Linked DNA regions of Mus musculus: region 2 is linked to region 1. A link is a contact called in public promoter capture Hi-C data. All regions are on one chromosome and are shown on one strand. Each heading gives the region's core, a stretch centred on a gene start, on an enhancer-like site or on the middle of the called end of the contact. The rest is flanking DNA. Distances are from core to core; before and after follow the strand shown. Region 1 overlaps Fam126a (family with sequence similarity 126, member A). Region 2 has its middle 22 kb from the start of Fam126a.

Region 1 (7,076 bases), core at 2,016-4,515:
CCACTGAATAGAGATTCGTGGCAGGCCAGCAATGCCAGGGTTCAGGAGAGGCAGGGGTAGATGGCTCTCCATGAATTTGAGGCCAGCCTAGACTATATAGTGAGTTCTAGGACAGCCAGGGTTACAAAGTAAGACCCTGCTGAGAAAGGGGGGTGGGGATGAGAGACAGACAGAGAGAGAGACAGAGGCCGATGACAGACAGAGAGACAGAGGCAGATGACAGACAGAGAGACAGAGGCAGATGACAGAGAGACAGAGATTGAGATTGACTTTAAACCTGTCACATCTTTTCCTAAACTCAAAAACAAAAGGAATTATGCAAGTTATCTCCTTTCTATCTACTCCAGAGCTGTCTCCTTCTAGTCCCAGAACAGGAAAGGCACTAGCAGACCAAACGGCAAAATTCAGCGAATGCTTTGCACCTCCAATCTCCTACACTTCCCTGCTGCTAGGAGTGTTTGTTTTACTTGCTACATGGAAAAGCTGTATTTGTCCCTGGCCTGGTGTTTTGGTTGTTGTTGTTGCTATGACACCTGGTAACTTATAAAGAATGCATTCCTTCCCAGCTCTGCAGATTGAGTAGCCTAAGACCAAAACATCACCTCACAACAAAAGACAGACAGGTAAGAAAGCTAAGGAAGCCAAACTCACCTTGCGAACAGCACCAACCCCATATTCGTCCCAGTGTTTTCTCCTGCTCGTTATGCTAACAACTGAACCCAGGACCTAGTGTATGCTAGGCAAGAGCTCTCCCACTGAACCATATCCCAGGCCCATTTCTTTCTCTCTTTTTAAAAAGATTTATTTATTTTTTATTTATATGAGTACACTGCAGCTGTCTTCAGACACACACTAGAAGAGTGCTTTGGATCCCATTACCGATAGTTGTGAGCCACCATGTAGTTGCTGGGAATTGAACTCAGGACCTCTGGAAGAGCAGTGAGTACTCTTAACTGCTGAGCCATCTCTCCGGCCACCAGGCCCATTTCTTAGTATTTGCTACAGTGGTAAGTACATTCCCAGATGACTCTTAGAGGTAACGACCATGCAAACCATAGAAAGACGCAGTTCTGCATGGTTACTCAGTCTCTCTCACCTTTCTCTTATGATGAAGATCACTGCTCTTTGAGCCCCTAATGTCCACCATAGTAATGGCTTATAGCAGGCACATCAATATTTGCTGAAGAAAAAAGATTATTTGCACGACTTAGACGTTCCAAGGCTATGGAGACTCAGAGACATACAGAAGGAGAACACGGAGAAAGATGGATTTGGGGATACAGTAAGGATTCTAGTTTTCATTCTGGAGAATGATACACTGAAATTAATTTTATTCTTGTTTTGCAAATATATACATTTTCTTACCTTACACATGTATGTTATATTTTATGTTTAAATAAAAATAATCAACTGAATATTATTCATACAAACTGTAATGTACTTACCTCACTCTGTGGCTCCTGGATAACTTTATAGAGAGATGTAACTAAAGAACTCTTGTCTTTCAAATTTGTGGCATAATTTGGCAAAGATGTTTCTGGGAGTGTCTAAACAAATTAAAAAAATTATTTTTATGAAATTCTAAATCAGACAAATTCATACAAAAGAAAATTAGTATATATTGGTCATTAACACAGAAGGAAGGAAACAAAGAAAGACTGACTAAAAGACATAGTTTCCAGAATTCCATGCTGGTGTTTGGTACAACTTTATAAAAATATCAAAAGAACAAGAACAAAAATAAATAAAATAAAATTAACCCTGCATTCTCACTTAAGACAGTGAATTTTATGTGATATAGATTATAACTCAACAATAGCAAATTTAAAAAAAAGTTTTATTCTTTTATTACCAATAGGGTCAATCACCATCAGAACTCGTGATTGGAATCAGGGCAATGGCTCGGTACATAAAGCACTTGCTGCACAAGCGTGCAGAGCAGAATTAGGATTCCCAGGTCCCACATCAAAGCTGGGCCGGCATGGTGCTGACTTTAGTCCCAGTACTCTGGAGGCGGGGACAGGACATTACCAAGGGAAGCTGGCTTGCTAGACTAGCCAATGGTGCGCTCCGTGTTCAACCAGAGACCCTGCCTCCATTAGTTAAGTGCAAAGTAATCAAAGAAGATACTCAGTCTCAACTGTGGACCTACACATGCACTCCCACATGTGCAAGTGCACCCACACACATGCAAACACCCATGAACACACGCATGCAGCCCACACATTTATAGACATTCAAATGAGAAAACTTCATCTTTAACTGCCGGTTTAGATCAGAAACAATATTGAACCACATGTAAAGACAGTTCCGCCTTCAGAGCATCAGGAGTGATAGATCTCCTTAGGTCCATGAGGATGTGCTAATGTGTCTAACATGTACACCACAGGCCACCGGGTCCAAATACTCCTGAGTTCCATGCTACTGCCAGAGATGAGTCTAAACTGCAGGTGGGGCAAAATACATAGACTCCTCAGAACTGGGAAACTCGGAACTGTACTTCCACAAATTAATTCTGCTAATGCCAGTTAAAATACAGACCATCAACCACAGCCTGTTGGCACTACTTCTTCAGCTCAGAGAGAGGAATGGAGACAGAGACTCTCAGTAGTAACTCAAAAGCATGGGTGAAAAGGTGACAGGAAAAAACTGAAGAGAAAATTTACTGTAACAATAATAAAACGTATCCTTTAGAGCTTATCTCATTAGCAGTGTTTGTCTCCCCATCACTGCTCACTCACTCCCACAACAGACAGCATCTCAAAGACTCCTAACAGCCATGCTAAGACACGCACCAGATCACACATATCCCATAACCAAGTATTTCATGATTTAACATGGGCTGTGGCTACAATACACAGTTTTACGTGTGCATAAGTATGCATAGAAAATTAAGCTGTATCGCTTCTTACAGCAGGGTTATTTGATTCATTCTTACTTCACTTTCTTCCCAAGGGAAAGCTGTCTTTTCCCCTCTCCATCCCCATCACTCAACAGAAAGCCTCAGCCTCAGACCTTTGCTGGGAGAGCACTGAGGGACAGAAAGAATTGAAACTAACATTGTCTGGACTCTTTAAAACCAGGTCCTATTTTGCCTGAAGACATGTAAGTGACTAGGTCTTTCTGATTTAATAAGGGCTTTGTTTCCCAGCATGGTGAGTAAATGTGAAGCATTTGGAAGCCTGCCACCATTCTCCAGAACAATAGCAGCAACAGCCACAACAGCAAAAGCAGCTCCCATGCCCTGCTCCGGAAGGCAGAGAAACAAAGACCTCCAGGCCACATTCCATTTCTGTCATGTAATCAAGAGTAACCTAATACTGGAGAAATTTATATAACAGCATCAGCTGTCGAATCTCATTAAAGCAAGCCTAAAGGTATGTGCAAAGCACACGATTTAATCTACACAGCAAGTGAAGCACACTATGGAGTCTATGTGAGCACATAAAGTATGAAGCCACAGGCTTCAGGGTTATTATCCTTCCCATCTCCCTCTCTGACCCTGTCCTCCCATCCCTCACCCCATTTCTTCCAACACTAAAGGCCTTTATGGAAACCTACCATAGAAACCTCCTCAAATGTAAACACATACACCTGCATATATAAAATGAGCTACCTTATAATGGAGAATGACGACAGCCCCCTAAGGTGTATGAGCTACCCCCTTTTGAGCTGTTACTTAATAGGGTCACATAGACAACTCCCCTCCTAATTCCAGGGTTAATTTTTCTGTTCTTGGGTTTTTGTTGTTTGTTGGTGGTTGGTTTGGGGGAGGGGTGATTTTTGTTTGGTTTGTTTTGGGGTATGTTTTTGTTTTTTGTTTTGTTTTGTTTGCTATTGCTCTTGGATATCCTCCAGAACTTAAGGTAAAACCCTACTGCTAAAGATACCAGATATCTACATAATAGGACATGGAAAAGCCAAGCTTGTACCATCCTAGATGCTGCCTTACTTCCTAGTTCTCAGTGCTGGAAGGCTTTATGCATCTTACTAGGGAAGTTTTACTTGTGAACACTGTAAGCACCAACAATGACTGTACGAGCCAGAGAGACTGGATGTCTGCAGTGAAACAATATTTGTCAGACATGATGCCTCAGTTGCACATGGGAACTCACAGCATCTGAGACAGCACAGGATTTGCACAAGATCAAGCAGCTGAAGTCCTAGCAGGGAGAGGGAGGGGCCCATGAAGTCCCTCTCCCATCTGAGGAGCAATTAGTAATTAATGGCTGCGGGGTGTGAGAAAGTGAATTTTCTCAGGGATGCTGGCCCTAAGAGGCTGGCTACCTATGCTCCAGTAGATGGTCCCACATCCTACACATATAGGCACAACTAAATGGACCCAGTGAGTATTTCAAAAAAAATTTTAAAGATTAGAAGAAAAAACATATGAAATTAGGAGAAAAAGTAAGAAGGAAGGATAGGAAAGGAACTGCAGGGGAGAGAAGTGGGGAAGGGTTGATTAAAATACACATGCACATATAAATATTAAGTAAAATATTTTTAAAAGAGAAAAAGAAATAGCCAGAGTTAAAAGTACATCTCTTTTCTAAAATCTCAAACTCTGTGAAGCGCAGAATCCTGGGGCTTCTGTTGATAAATAAGAAAAGAAAGCCTTTAAAACCAGTGAGGCAAAACCAGCCATCATATACAGCTCAAAATGCCTTCACTATCTCATGGTTTGTATGTGAGGAAAGTCACCTTTCTACACAAGGGAAGGGTATAACTACTGCGCTTACGGTGCTACACGAGGGAGACAGAGAGATGGCTTAACATAAGAACCCTGACTGGCCTTCCAGAGGACCTGGGGTGATTCCTACTCTCAGTGCCTACACAGTGACTCACAGCTATCTATAACTCCAGTCCCAAGGGATCCCACCTCCCCTTTTGGCTTTTGCAGGTGCCAGACATGCACATGGTACACAGACATGCATGCAGACAAAACACCCATAGGCATAAGATAAATACATAAAAATTAAAACAAAATAAATGGTGCTTTGAAGAACTAATCTTAAGGACCAGATGAACTCAAGAACTGTCGGCCTTCTCAATTACCATGTTTCTTACGCTGTTGAATGCAGAATGGAGACGAAATTTTAAGAAAAAAGTTGAATGCTTCATACTTAAGTACCATTTGGCAGATGGCTTTTAAAATGTAAGGAGGTGACATGGATTGGGTGGAAGAAGACAGGCAGATGGGTGAAGATTCAATAAAGAGAACAATCCCATTCAACAGCTTCATACATGAAAATGGATTTTTGAGCCATATATTGAGTATCAGAAAATTGAAAAACTTAGGAGCCTAGAATCTGCTACATAAAATACACAAAGCAATCTGAAACTTTTTTTTTACAAATAAGTCATTGAAAATATTAATTATTCATGAGACCCTAGTTTAGTCACTTTGTTAGTCTACTTAGAGAATAATACCAACAAGTTAGCTAGTACAGAGACTATGAGTGTCTACTTAGAACATACAACCAACACCTTAGCTAGTACAGAGACTGAATGTTTTTCTCCAATCACAAGATTTTATTTTAAACTCTTACATTTACTTATTATTTATTATTTAGTGTGTATGTGTGTGTAGTCACTGAACAATCAGTGAGAGGAATTAGTTGTCTCTGTGGGTTCTGGGCTCTAACTCAGGTCATCAAATTTGGTGGCAAGTACCTTCACACCCCCCTACCCTCACCCTCCCCCCAAACTATCCAGCCCACTAGAAAAAAATTTACAGGAGTTTATATTGTGTGTACATTTTCGGATAACGTTTTACAGGAAGCAAACTACACTGTCTCTGTGTTTTGGAGGCTGCTGAGTTCGATTACGAAAGGAGGAGTTCAAACTGTGACCAGGGCACAGCACCTACGGCAACCTTTGTAATGCTACTGACTGAGCTGTAATGATTTACTCAGTAAACTGCTTCTAGAACTGAGAACCCATGACCTGTTGCTGACTCTCTGCCCACTCAGTCAGTTACAATGATGTTGCCAAAGATGTGCTACTCAAACAAACAAACAAACAAACAAACAACAAAAACCCCAAAGGGCCAAAAATGGGATTGTCTTTAAAAAATAAACAAAACACAAAAAGGAGAGTGGGCGCTGGACAGACAGCCAGCAGTTAAGAGTTCTTGCTATCCTTCTAGAGGAGCAGAGTCTCAGCCCAGAATCCACACCGGGTCCCAGGAGCCAGCGGTGGCACAGCCACCTCCAAGGTATAAGAAGCTTTTTTCCGCATGTATACATGTACATGAAAATTAAAAATCCAAACAAAATTCCTGTCTTAAAATGTTTAACTAAAACACATAGTATCACATCACAATAATTTGAAAAGGTAGCCTCATTCCAAGAGCACTTAGAATATTTGTTCCCTAGCCGGGCATGGTGGCCCACGCCTTTAATCCCAGCACTCGGGAGGCAGAGGTAGGCGGATTTCTGAGTTCGAGGCCAGCCTGGTCTACAGAGTGAGTTCCAGGACAGCCAGGGCTATAGAGAAACCCTGTCTCAAAAAACCAAAAAAAAAAAAAAAAAAAAAAAGAATATTTGTTCCCACGCATTCTTGTACCTTGTGTTACTTGGTTTACTGCTGATAATCTCGATTTCTTTATCAAACCAACAGCTGAGTGCAACACACATTAACATACTGCAGAATGCTCACCAAATTAAGCAAGGGATAGGAAACTCCTTGACTTGGTAACAATACAAATTTGAAGGCATTTAAACATCATAGCATCACAGAAACAAACTGATTGGAATTTTGGTGAATTTAATTTGAGGAGGGAAGAAGGAATTACACCATTGCTTTTTGTTTCATGTGGCCTAGGATTCCATCAATCCCTCTCCCATTGGAAAAGTTTCCTTATCTTTATATTAAATTTTTAAACTTTACAAAATGTTGATATGCCACAGCAATGCATCCTAATGACAAAGCATTACTTAGATGAAGCCTTTATGCTTTCATACTCTTAGTTTCTTTTAGTGGAAGACAGTATTTAGTAAAGCAAGACTTGGTGCTTGCTATATTGCTATGCGAGAGGGTGCACTACCTACAAGGTCCTCTAAGCACAGCACCAA
Region 2 (7,208 bases), core at 2,811-5,310, 60 kb after region 1:
CAAGGCAGTCCTCTGCTACGTATATAGTGGGGGCCACAGACCAGCTCATGGATGCTCTTTGGTTGGTGACTTAGTCCCTAGGAGCTCTGAGTGGTCCAGTTAGTTGATACTGTTGTTCTTTCTATGGAGTTGCAATCCCCATCAGCCCCTACAGTCCTTCCCCTAATTCTTCCATAGTGTCCCCAGGCTCAGTCCAATGATTGGCTGTAAGTATCTGCATCTGTCTCAGTCAGGTGCTGTCAGAGCCTCTCAGAGGACAGCCATGCCAGGCTCCTGTCTGCAAGCACATCTTGGCATCAGCAATAGTGTTGGGGGTTGGTAACTGTACATGGGATGGATCCCAAGGTGGGGCAGTCTCTGGATGGCCTTTCCTTCAGACTCTGCTCCAATTTTTTGGCCCTGCATTTCCTTTAGACAGGAACAATTCTGGGTTAAAATTTTTGAGATTGGTGGGTAGCCTTATCCCTCAAGTGAGGGCCATGCCTATCTAATAAAGTGGTCTCTTCAGGTCCTATCTCCCCGCTGTTGGACATTTTGGCTAATGTTATCCTCTTTGGGTCCTGGGAGCCTCCCACATCCCTGGTGTCTAGGACTTTCTAAAGATTTCCTCTGTTCTCCACCCCACACTCTGCATATTTCTATTCATTCTCCTGACCCTCTGGGCTTCTCTCCTGTCTCCTCCTATACCTGATCCTGCCCCCCTTCTTTCTCTCCTCCTCTCCTCTCCCACCCAGATCTCTCCCTCTTCCTTCCTCCCATGATTATTTTGTTCCCCCTTCTAAGTGAGATTGAAGCATCATTACTTGGGCCTTCCTTCTTGTTATGGTTCCTATGGTCTGTGAGTTATATCATGGGTATTCTGAACTTTTTAGCTAATATCCACTTATCAGTGAGTATATACTATGTATGTCCTTTTGGGTCTGGGTTACCTCACTCAGAGATATTTTCTAGTTCCATCCATTTACCTGCAAAATTCATGATGTCCTTGTTTTTAATAGCTGAGTAGTATTCCACTGTGTAAATGAACCACATTTTCTGTATCCATTTTCCATTGAGGGACATCTGGGTTGTTTCCAACTTCTGAGGATTATAAATAAGGCTGCTATAACATAGTGGAGCATGTGTCCTTGTGATATGGTGGAGCATCTTTTGGATATATGCTCAGGAGTGCTGGGTCTTCAGGTAGAACTATTTCCAATTTTCTGAGGAACTGCCAGAGTGATTTTCAGAGTGGTTCTACCAGTTTGCAATCAAAGGGCTCAAAGTGGCAAAATTCACTGAACACTTTTTCTCAAACAAAACACACACACACACACACACACACACACCAAATCCAGCACTCAGGAGGCAGAGGTAGATGGATCTCTGAGTTCAAGGCCAGCCTGGTCTACAGAATGAGTTCTAAGACATCCTTGGCTACCCAGAGAAATCTTGTCTCAAGAAATCGAGAGAGGGAGAGAGAGAGAGAGAGAGAGAGAGAGAGAGAGAGAGAGAGAGAGAGAGAGAGAGAGAGAGAGAGAGAGAGAGAAAGAGAGAGAGAGAGAGAGAGAGAAGGGAAAATATCAAAGACTATTGGGAGCCTGCTAGAGCCAGAGAGATCTGAGAACTTTACCTTCTAACTGGCACAGCCATGCCAGCAATTGCCAAAGCATTTTGCTTGTTTATTTTCTTTTGTTTAGGGAGCAACAACTGGACTCTCAGACTTTATTCCTGTATAGCATTTACATTTGAAAAAAAACCAATTGTAGATAATATAGATTTATGTCATTCTTGTCCGCACACGAGTTGGCAAGATTCAACTTAACATGATACTACTTAATTCCTGGATTGGCCCTAGGGTGCAGATAACTCACCCAGGTCTGAGTAATGCTGGTCCCTGCTCTCAGACACTCTGCTCTGTGCCACACTTTCCCACGGTCCACATCAAACCGACGTCACAGCTCTCACATCATGTGGCTCGGCTAACTAAGCCTTCTGTCATGAGGCAGAAGAATAACGGCAAGAATATAGAATTTGATTTCAGGCTATCATTTGAATCTTGAATTAATTAATCACTGTGCATGATTTTGGACATGTTAACTAGTTCCTCTGCAACTTTAATCTTTAATCTGTGAAATAATGTGTTCATGATGTCTGTAATGGTTAAAACATGTAAACGAAGTAGGATGAAACACATAAAGGTATTTCCCACAATGCCAATGAGATGCCAAAGCTTTTAAATTCAGACTCCATTTTAGAGAACCTGACCTAAGTGTGAACTCAGGTAAACTATCAGGCTGGTATCTAGCATTAGTTTCTAAGTTGCCCTCCAACAAAACCTGAGCTTAGCTCCAGTCTCTAGGCCCTCCAACAAGACCGGTGTCTCCAGGTTATTCCCCCAACAAACCTGCACCCCAGGTTACAAGCCCACCTTCTACCTAACGACCATCAATGCAGAAGGGAGCGGAAGTTAAGTTTATGACATGACGCCCAGCACCAGCCAATCATGTTAAAGGCCACAAGAGCTTCCAATTAGATGCTTGCTCAGGTACTTCCTGCTTGCTGCTTACTATAAAACCTTGCCTCATAGACATTCGGGGCTCCACCACCACCAAAACCGTCCTGCATGACAGCAGGCGGGGCACTGGGGTGGGTGGGGTGTGCGAGCTAGCTCGAATAGAATAAAGCCTCTGCTGTGAGTTGCATCAGATCCGCTCCTGTGTGTGTTTGGGGGATCACTAACATTTCCCTGGCTTGACACACAGTTGCTGCTTGTTCCCTCCCTGCCTGCCGCCCTGTGGAGAGTATTATCTGTGAGTGAAGGGGGAATATTTTGGAAATTTTATTTATCTCCCCAGTTAAGTATTTTCACTTGTAAGTGACCTTGTAAAGTACAACCAGAAATAGGAAAAAATAAAACAAATCTGCCTGTGGCCTTTTCCAGACCTAAAACGCAGACAAGGACAACTCTGGAAGCTCTTGTCCTTCTCCCCATGTCTGTCCCTTCTCAACCATTTCATCCCACCGTCTTCATCCAGGAGCTTTGAACCTCTCCCGACCCCTGCTATACCTTTGCCCATGTGGATCAGCTGATCCTCCAGAGCAGCGGGACAAACTGCTGTGGTTTCCCTGAACACTGCTGGCTCTGAGCAACCATAGTAAGGAGGGAGGTTTTTACCACTAAGCTCAGCAGAGTGAAACTGTGGCTTCATGGTTCACTCCGCGGCTTATGAAGAACTGTTTAGGACATTTTTTTCTGTCTCTTTATCATCTTTAACAGTGAGAAATGACAGCATTAGGAAGCATTCACTTTAAACTCTTGGACAGAAGTTCCTAGGTTTGCTTTGAGTTTTAATGTTATAGTTGGTAGTAGGTTATTTAATTTTGTCATCTTGAAGACTAACAGGTACTTTGGAGAAAGTTTATAATAAATAGCTTCTGAAGTTATTTGATGTTCTCTCTCTCTCTCTCTCTCTCTTTTTTTTAACTTTATTTGAGCACAGTGGATGTTTATGGTTTTGTGCTTTATGGGGCTGAGGCCAAAGGCCCTTACAGACAGTTTTTGAAGCAAATATTTGCCATCCACTTAGAGAACGACTCTATAAAATGTTCTTTATTGTAATTGAGATGCTCTACCAATCACAACACTGAATGTATATTATTGCATTTCTGATTCATTGAGAAAACACAAAATAATAAAAGTTTGGTTTATTCCTTCTCTACCACAATGTCAGGAATACCCATGGCAATTTATATTGTTCTTCACGAGCAAAGGAGATTATAAAATTAAGAAAAACATCCTAAATCCCATTTATTTGTGGTCATTATTAATCACTATACTTGAGCTGTTATACATAATTATAATGTATAATTATTCTAACTGCTGCATGAATATATTTTTGATTACTAGAGCGAATGCTGGCTTAATGCCAAGGACCTTGACATTCCATGGGCTGAAGGCCAAGGACACCAGCGGTTTGTTTTGTTCTGTTTTTCAAGACTTCCCCGGAGACTGCACTGAATAGATTCTACTGACCACAAATGAATGTTATATTTTTAACCTCCCTGGAAAGATATGAATATTTCTAGTAACAGGAGTCAAATTACAGACGAGCTCAAGGGCCCTGCTGCCCGTCCCATGATCCCTCGTTAGCTTCCCCTTAAACAAGCATTTGCATACGTGTGGGTATCAGAGCTCTTGGTAAAATTAACTTAGTAAACTAAAGATGTGGAGCAAAGCAGAAACATAGCTGCTAAGGGTCTCTGGAAAGACAAAAGGAAAGAAGGGCGTCACCCACCATGAGCTGGAAGGAAGGAGAAAGACCTGAGGCAGCATCACTCACTTCAAGCCTTGCAACACCATCAGACTAGAGTCTAGATATGTACTCTAAGTATTTCTGTTATAGGAAATATTAAACGAAATATGTACAACACTTAGATTTCTTATTCTGTAGCATTCTAATTATTCAGGTCTATATGCAAATTCTGTATTCATTTGATCCTTTAGCTTGTAAGCAGTCAGCAAAGGATACTGAACAAACCTGCTTAGTCATGGTGCTCAAATGCTGCAACCTTTGCATACATGTTCATGAAATGGCATTGAGATTGACTCCTGCCATAGTGCCCTGGTGGCATAGTCACTTGTTAGTTTATCTACAATTTGTTACTGAAGGGTTACTAGCTCCTGTGGCCCTGAGTGTAGTTATAGATGTTACCAGTGAAACATTTTCCTCCTTCTGTCTTCTCAAGGGAGAGAGCACAGCTAAGAGACACACACAGTCTAAGTGGAGTTTACTTAGCAATGCAAAGGGTATACACTCTGGAGAGAGAAAGCGCAGCAGGTACACCCAAAGGGGGCAGTCGGTAGCCCTCTGGTTCTTTGTGGTGGATTTTTAAGACGTTGTTGTGAATGTTCATGAGACGTGCAGAATATTTATGTAGGAAGGTGGTCCTTTTTCCTTCCCCACACTATGATGGACAGATCTCTCTCTACTAGGATATTTCTTCCCATGATTTTCTTAGAAAGGGAGGAGGTCAAGACCTCAATGTAAATATGGAAACTATATCATAATGAATTCCAGGTCTTTTGCTAGTGCATGTGTGTGCCAATTTCTGGGTTTCTAATACAATAGAAAGAATATAACTGGGCTGGAGAGATGGCTCGGTGGTTAAGAGAACCAACGGCTCTTCTGAAGGTCCTGAGTTCAAATCCTAGCAACCACATGGTGGCTCACAACCATCCGTAAAAAGATCTGCTGCCCTCTTCTGGGGTATCTGAAAACAGCTACAGTGTACCATATAATAAATAAATAAAGAAAATTTAAAAAAAAGAATATAACTGCAACATCAGAAATGCTTAACAGCCAAAGGGCTTTCAGAGGATGTAGAGACACAATTACCAACACACAAAATACAGCTACAGTTTTCTTAGTTCCCTCAAGCTTAATTTGCTGTGTAGATAGTCCAACATAAACCAAACAAGATTTTTAAGTAAGTTAAACATCAAACAAAAGTAAAACAGAAAGAAAATTGGTTCTACTCATCCTTATTCAAGCAACAAACTGAATAAAATAATGTATAAGAGATGGGTGGATAGCTCCATCCATACGTAAAGTGTCTTGCAGACACACGGACTTCAGTTCAAACCCTAGAATCCACAGTAAAAAACAAAACCAGGTGTAGTGGTACATGCTTGTAATCCAAGAGCTGGAGAAGCAGAGACAAATGGTTTCTGGTGTTTGATATTCAGTCAGCCTGGCCTTCTTAGAGTTTACATCCAATGAGACACTCAGTCTGAAAAACAAGGTCAATGGCCCCTGAGGAATGACACCTAAGGCTGTCATTTGGTCTCCACGCACACACATGAACATATGCTCACATGCACATACATATATACATAAATAACATATAAAGAAACACATAAACATAACACATAAAGAAAGTAAAATATGAATATGGATGAAATGTTAAGAAATGTATAGCCTATTTATTTTATTGCAATAATAGTATTATAGTTAGTCACTGTGTTAGAATGTTGAAATGAAGTGACAAGATAACCTGATAACTTAAGTGAGAAAGATGTGTTTTAATTTAGTAAGAGGTTTCAGAGGTTTCAGCCCATGTTGCTTCTAGATCTGTAGTGAGGTAGAATCTTAAAACAGAAGGAACATGAACTCCCCAGGACAGCCAGAAAGCAGAAAAGAGACAGACAGGAAGGGACCAGTAAAAGTACATATTTTAAAGACATACCGTTAAATAACATCCTATGTCCAACAAGGTTCTACCTAATTTCTATCACTTCCCATCAAATTGTGAATTTGCCGATAATGAAGTCAGACCCTCCATTAGCCAGTCATTTCCCAAAAGCCCACTTCCAAACTCTGCTGCAAGGGAAACAAGGTTTAAATGGCACTGGAGAAACACTTTAATACCCAGCTGTGATGGCTAGCTTTAGTTTTCAATTTGATATAATTCAGAAATCAGCTGGGAAGAGAGTCTCAGTGAGGGATTGTCTACACTGAGTTGGCCTGTGGGCATGTCTATGGGGGACTGTCTCAACAAAGTTAATTGATATGGAAACCTCAGCCCACTGTAGGGGGCACCTAGGCAAGGGGTTCTGAACTGCATATGCATGAGTGTTTTGCCTGTGTGTATGTATATACACCGAGTTCATGCCTAGTAACCTAGAAGGTCAGGGAGGGTGTTAGGATCTCTGATACTGAAGTTATGATTGGTTGTAAGCCACTATGTGGATGCTAGGAATTGAATCCAAGCCCTTCAGAGAAACAGCAAGTACTCTAAACAGATAAGCCATCACTTGTGGCCTTCTTTTGATCAGAGTATTTTATAACAATAAAGTAAATGAAACTAGGATGCCAACTATGACAAATATTTTTGTTTGTCTAGAACATTTACCTTTTGAAAGTACATATTTTTTTCAAATGAAGTAACATCATATCTATTTCTACTGCAAAATAGATGAGTAGAAGGAGGAGATGTTAAAGAAATAGTAAGCCAGTAAAAAGGGAATAAGATTGAATGAATTAGTCATTGAAGATAAATGAGGGATATATAGGCTTCATTACATCACATTGCTTTCCCTTTTGTTTATATTTAAATTTTCCAGTAATTTCTATTTATTTTTCTAGGTATGTCTTTAGCCAGAGTGATGAATGAAAATTTCAAAGGCTTTGGAGTCAAGTAAAACAATTACAAAACTTGTTCTTTTC

What was found. Capture Hi-C pulls out chosen DNA fragments and counts their contacts.
Region 2: a contact with region 1 is called in a promoter capture Hi-C map of adipose tissue. The contact joins two enhancer-like sites. A contact is called at or near these places in 11 of 484 Hi-C or Micro-C datasets (CD4 T cells, CD8 T cells, LSK cells and 7 more), 3 of 115 datasets of contacts at active chromatin or transcription factors (bone marrow-derived dendritic cells, bone marrow-derived macrophages and heart atrium) and 3 of 9 other capture datasets (adipose tissue, liver and pancreatic islet).

Annotation. Positions count from the first base shown.
Region 1 is chr5:23,990,291-23,997,366 of GRCm38.p6, forward strand. It overlaps Fam126a (family with sequence similarity 126, member A), which reads right to left. Exons shown (of 11, transcript NM_053090.3): 3 at 1,446-1,547. Among named protein-coding and RNA genes, the nearest start is that of Fam126a, 37 kb to the right of the region's middle. Within about 2 kb of position 3,266, at least 115 of the 459 cell types and tissues checked have an H3K27ac peak or open chromatin away from gene starts, as enhancers often do. A contact at or near this core is called in adipose tissue and heart atrium, where this site is marked.
Region 2 is chr5:24,049,396-24,056,603 of GRCm38.p6, forward strand. No RefSeq gene overlaps it. Among named protein-coding and RNA genes, the nearest start is that of Fam126a, 22 kb to the left of the region's middle. Within about 2 kb of position 4,061, at least 44 of the 459 cell types and tissues checked have an H3K27ac peak or open chromatin away from gene starts, as enhancers often do. A contact at or near this core is called in adipose tissue and heart atrium, where this site is marked.